Regions from separate parts of the Anser cygnoides genome. Here region 2 is linked to region 1. Evidence: chromatin contacts called from public Hi-C data. All regions are on one chromosome and are shown on one strand. The core of a region is the stretch at or near the end of the contact, and the rest is flanking DNA. Distances in the headings are between cores, read along the strand shown.

The links. Hi-C and Micro-C count contacts between places; a contact is called where the count stands out from the background.
Region 2: a Hi-C map of liver shows a contact between it and region 1, with 7 times the contacts expected there. The contact joins the promoter of SH3RF1 here to the enhancer-like site in region 1. A contact is called at or near these places in 2 of 7 Hi-C or Micro-C datasets (both in liver).

Annotation. Positions count from the first base shown.
Region 1 is chr4:53,332,342-53,335,112 of Taihu_goose_T2T_genome, forward strand. SH3RF1 (SH3 domain containing ring finger 1) reads right to left here. Exons shown (of 13, transcript XM_048076229.2): 8 at 1,860-2,014. Among named protein-coding and RNA genes, the nearest start is that of CBR4, 32 kb to the left of the region's middle. Within about 2 kb of position 1,425, at least 1 of the 3 cell types and tissues checked has open chromatin away from gene starts, as enhancers often do. A contact at or near this core is called in liver, where this site is marked.
Region 2 is chr4:53,398,554-53,401,324 of Taihu_goose_T2T_genome, forward strand. SH3RF1 (SH3 domain containing ring finger 1) reads right to left here and starts at 1,362. Exons shown (of 13, transcript XM_048076229.2): 1 at 1,202-1,362; 2 at 81-570. The coding sequence starts at 467. It overlaps LOC125184319 (a long non-coding RNA gene), which reads left to right and starts at 1,395. Exons shown (of 5, transcript XR_010831521.1): 1 at 1,395-2,559; 2 at 2,636-2,717.

The sequences.
Region 1 (2,771 bases), core at 175-2,674:
GAAGTCTATGGGTAAGTTAGTTAGCAGTTGTTCACCTTTTAAAGTTTCTTCACTTTTTTTTCCTGCAAAGCAACATTAATGTATAATATAGCACATTTGAAATCATAGTGAAAATTGAGAAAGCGTTTTACTTTTTTTTTTTTTTAATATTAGTAGAAAACTGTCTGGATTTACAGAGAGAAAAAACAACAAAACTGCAACTTTTTTATTTGCATGCTGGAATATTCCTACGGAAGTCTTCAAATAAGAATGCAGAGTGTCATATTAAAAAGCAATACATGGTGTTCTATTTTCTGCCACAATTTGAACATTAGAAAACTGTTTAAATTGTTTACATAAAAACATTTATGTAATTATGGACCCTGATCTACAGGAAATGGCATTCTAATAAATCACATTTTCTCAAAAAGAATGTATTTTTCGTAAGATGTAGCCAATCAGGGTAGATGGGTAGAATATCCCGTTTTAGAAAAGGATCCACAGTTACTTGCAGTGCTAGTCTTTCCCACTCCCCTTGTTACCCCAGGGGCAGAAAGAAGGCTTTATAAAACATTCTCTGGTCAAAGTTGTCTTTTACACACAGTAACAATAGCATTAACTGCGTGCTTATCTACTTTGTACTGTATTTGTATTCTTCGTTGTCTACCCAAGAATTTTTGCATTACCTGCAAAAATGCTTTAAAGGCAATATAGGTACATAGTAAAGCAAGTCCATAATATGCTTTAAAGGCTACACATAACACGTTGGCAACAAAAGGCTTCACTAGCACATGATCTACAAAGCCACATGCTGAACCTCTATGGGAAAGCAACTGATGTGCCTTAATTGGTGTTCATTAACTTCCCTTTTAGTTAAATCATTACAAATTTCATTAGTATCCTCTTATAGAGCAACCCTTTGAAGATGGAGGATTGGAATAAATGAGATGGGAACTTGATTAACTACACAAAGTACAATGATCCATAAGAAGCAGCATTAAAATGCTCAACATTGAAGAAACAGCCCAAACCCAGATGCACCTGCTGTACAAGATGGGCGCTCTTTTGGAGTGGGAGGAAACCTGGTGGGAAGATAAAAAAACAAAGAAAGAACAAAAGCAGCCCTTGCATTATTCAAATGTGTCCAATTACGTGGTTCAACCACTCCTGATTTTTATTTTTTCTTTTCTTTCTTACTCTCCAAACTGCACACAAAGAAGCTTCCGAGAAGAAAGATGTTGTCAGAAGCACATGTTAATACACAAAATATTTTCACCCAGAAGGATGATGCACATTTGCTTGTACAAGTGTGAAGACATAATACTAACTAGCAGCTTTCTGCCTTCATTCCAAATTGACACCCACTAATTAACTGAACTGTAGAATCCTCAGTCAAATTTCAATCGCATCTCAGACAAGCAGACTGGCAATGATATGCTAATATAACAGTCTAAATGAGATACAGCATTTCTATGTTTTGGCATAAGTTATTCCATATGAGAATAGCCTTTTCATTCCATGCATAACAGAAAACACTGAATAAATTCACTCCTGTGTTTGCCACTTGCAAGTTACATAGTCCTCGTCACTGACTCAAAGATTCATTCATCTTCGACACGATAAACGTTTTATATTTTTGAAGTGAGTGTTTCCTATACACAGCAAGAGCTGATGATATTTGCTTAAGGCATAAATAACCCTCAGTACAAAGGCCATTTGAGGATATCACCTTTATGCATGCCTTGTTTTTGTTCTAAGTTGTACACGTGGTTTCCTGGGAATTTTAGCAGAACCTAGCCAGCTGGCACAAAGTAAGTACAAATGAAGTTATTGATCTCGTTGCATTGTTCTGATTGGCAAAAAGTTTCAATTTTACTTACACACTTGGACGAGTTTGTGGTCGTAAATGTGTCATTTGGTCAGCTGATCCTGATGTCGGCCTTTGTATTACACCTGCAGACTGAGGTCCAGAAGAAGCTGATGCAATGATTGCAGCAGACAAGAGAGGTGGTGGTGGAAGTGGGGGATTCATATTCTGATTTTTTGAGGGAAAAAAAATAGCAACAGATGATCAATATTGTTTGATGAGTTGAATCGGCTGAAAGAGAAGTATGATATGCTAAGAAAATAAACAAAAAAATCAGCTAGAGTTCAGTATTCCATTACTTACTGGTAAAATATAACTGGAGAGTTAGGTTTGTTTGTATTTCACTTTTTGCATTTTAAAATCTTGAAGTCTTGGCTGCTAATTACGCAAATGACAAGCAATTTCTCAGCAGAGGAAAAACAGAAAGCATTGTTTCTAATTATAACATCTTTAGGATAGGACTCAAAAAAAAAATGCAGAAGCCTTCCAGGAGGTAGATTTTAACATCCTACTGCTGACTGTACTTCAAAACATGATTGTTTTTGTAACCTGAAGCTGAAACATAATATGCCATTCAGCAGTAGTGCACCCAAAACCACCCCCTTCTGGGGAAAATTTTCTTTTGATGTATGGGTAACAAAAAGCAAGCACAATATGAGACTATAGCCACTGAGCTATTGTTACCACTTTTGCCTATTCTTCTAGTTTAAAGAGTCAGCTTTTGAAATTCAGTATTATCGAGATCGGTAATCTTTAACAAACACCCCAGTAAAAAGGCACAGTGCTTTACAGGCAGATCCTAAGGGGGGTCCTGCCTACAGGATTCTATGCCTTTTGAGGCTCAATGGAGCAATTGTTACCTTCTGTTCTATAAAGCCTTAGACAATTCTTTAGGACTTCACGTACCAACACTCCTGGGAAAAGT
Region 2 (2,771 bases), core at 112-2,611, 66 kb after region 1:
CCTGCCCTTATCCTGAAGCAAGGGACATCAACTGTTTTGAACCAGCGAGGGAAGAGATGGCAACAGGACTCGGTACTCACCCGAACAGGAGGGCTCCGCGCTTGCACCCTTTGCTGCTGTCCAACTTGCGAGCTCGGCAGCTCCTTCGAGCCACAACTAGCAACAGTGGTAATCGGGACCCTTAAAGCGTTTGTGCCACCCGTCCCACCGCCGGTGCCAGGTTTCCGAGGCCTCTGCTTGATGCCATCCAGTAGTCTGACAAGCAAAATATTACTGGGGAGCTCATCAACGCCGCAGTCCACCAAAGTCCTGCACTCGGGGCACCGAAGCTCATTTCGAGAGCTGACGATGCCCAGCAGACAGCGCTTGCAGAAGGTGTGCTGGCAGGGCAGGACTTTGGCAGAAGCATCAAGGCGCTCTAGGCACACAGGGCACTCCAGCAGATCCAGCAGAGCTGATTCATCCATTTTCTTCGTATCACTTAACCGAAAAAACAAATCTTCGCAGAATTTGGGTGTTTTGAGCGCTCCAAGGCTATCATGTTACATCCATTCCTCTCCTGGCCGTGCTCTGAAATGTTTTGAGGGAAAAAGGCATTAGGAAGCTGAGAAAAGAGTCACTGGGACTATTTCATCTGGAGATATTCCTACAAGGCGCAAAATAAAACACGTCTACTTTAATTCAGCGTTCAGCTTTCAACAGATGGGAGAAAAATCACAACAGCAATAAGTAATAGTCGTGATGTACATTCACGTATCTGTTTACTTGAAGTACTGTAATAAATAAGGAGGGCTAGGGGTTTTAAATCCAAGTTCTCGAGCACTTTTATTCCCCGCAGCCGTGCCCTCAGCTCGCTCCCACACGGGAGCTGCCCCGCACCACACGAACAACGCTCGTTTTTCACGGCTCTCGCCTCTCACATCTGTACCCCCGGGCGTTTATCTGCCAGAAGCTTTTTTTTTTTTTTCCTTTTTTTGCCACGAGGAAAAGGCGGAGGTCCTTAAACCGCAGCTCGGGCCGAAAAAAAAAAGAATATATTTAAAAAAAAATTAGAAATTTGGATTCTTCCCCCCCCACACCCCCTCCCCAGGAGCGGGTACGGCAGCCGCCCGCGTCTGTCACGGCCCCATGGCGGGGGGCGACCCACCGCCCCCCCCCGCCCCGCCGGCGGACCCAGTGCCCCCCCGAGCCCGTGCCTCACCGTGGGGCGCCGCCGCCGGCCCCAGGGGCCCCGCTTTGTTCCCGGGAGCCGCCACCGGTGCCTCTCCCGCCGCGGCAGCGCCAAGGCTGCCGTCCCCTCCCTCGCCTTCCCTTCCCTCCTCTCCCTTCCCCGCCCCGCCGCGCAGGGCTGACGCGGGGGGCGGCACCGCCCCGCCGAGGCCGAGGGGAGGGCGGCGGGGAGGGCGGCCCCCAGCCCGGCCCGGCTCGGTGTGAGCCGCCTCCCCTCAGCCGCGGCGCCTCCCCGCCCGGGTGGGGCCGCGCCGTGATGGCCGCCCCTTGGGGCCCGCCAAGTGCGGCCTCGGCCGGGGCCCGAGCTGGGGCCCGCGGCTGTGAGGAGGAGGAGGAGGAAGAAGAAGAGGAGGAGGAGGAGGAGGAGGAGGAGGAGGAGGGCCTGTCCGGCCGCTTGTCTGCGGGTGGCACCCCCTGAGCCGCCGAGTGGGGGCAGAAAGTGCCCCTGACAGCCCCCGCTGAGGTTATCCTTCGTGAGGCGGTTCGCTGCGAGGCAGCTCATAAATAAAGACGTGAACCCTCACGCAGGCGTGAACTGATGGTAAAACGGCCAAAAGGAGTTGTAAGAAGTCGCTTTTTGAACCAGGTGTGGCACCCTGCCTGTGGTGGTGCCTGGCCAAATGCCCAAGTTCGTACAGGGGCTCCAATTAAACATCGCCTCTGCTTGCAGCTCCGAGGGGAAATAACCAGAAAGCCTCCCCGTATGTTGTTCTGAGCGGCTCAGGTTAGCCATTCCAGCTTGTTGCCAATCCTTCTGAAAGTTATGTGCATATAAAAAGCGGTTTTTTGTAGGTCGTGAAGGTTCGTGTCAGTAGATTGTGTGGTAGGCTTAGCTGTTTTGTTTGTTAGCTGGGTTGTTCCCTGCAGAAGTGATATTCTGCAAATGTTAGGATTTCCAAATATATGTGCACAGGCCAAATACGTCTTTAACTGCTTTTTATTAGTAGGAATAGTAAAAGTTATAAATATCTACAGTTCATTAAGGAATAAGGCCTCCTCCCCCATAAATTCTGGAGTTTAGGAAAACTGATGCAGATGGGGTTCTGGTCTATGTCTGCGCTTTGCAGGGAGTATTGTAACATAAATAGAGGAGAAGGGTATGAACATTTGATACTTGGGAATATTCCTGTGTCTCGCAGTATTCCTCTCTCTTGCTGTGCAAGCACTGCTGCTACAGAAGGAATGAGCAGTACGTTTGAGCTACTCGCTTGTTGAATCTATGCAGAAGTGCTTCTCACAATTAATTGTCGCTTCTGGCCATAGCTTCTCAAGATCTCATCACGTTTGCAGGGCAATGGTTTACCAGCCTTTACAGCACAGCATGCTTTTGTAAGTGACGCAATTATTGTTGTCTGAACTCAGTTTGTTGCCTAAGGAATGTAAAATATCTACTCAAACAGTAAAGGCATTTACGTTACAGGTGGTGGACCAGAAAAGCAAGATGAAAGTTCAGGGAAGCAGGATAAAAAGATTAGCCCTTTATCAAGGTTAGTCTCTGAGAATGTTTTCTGTAAAGTCTGTAAAATATTAAATATGTTTTA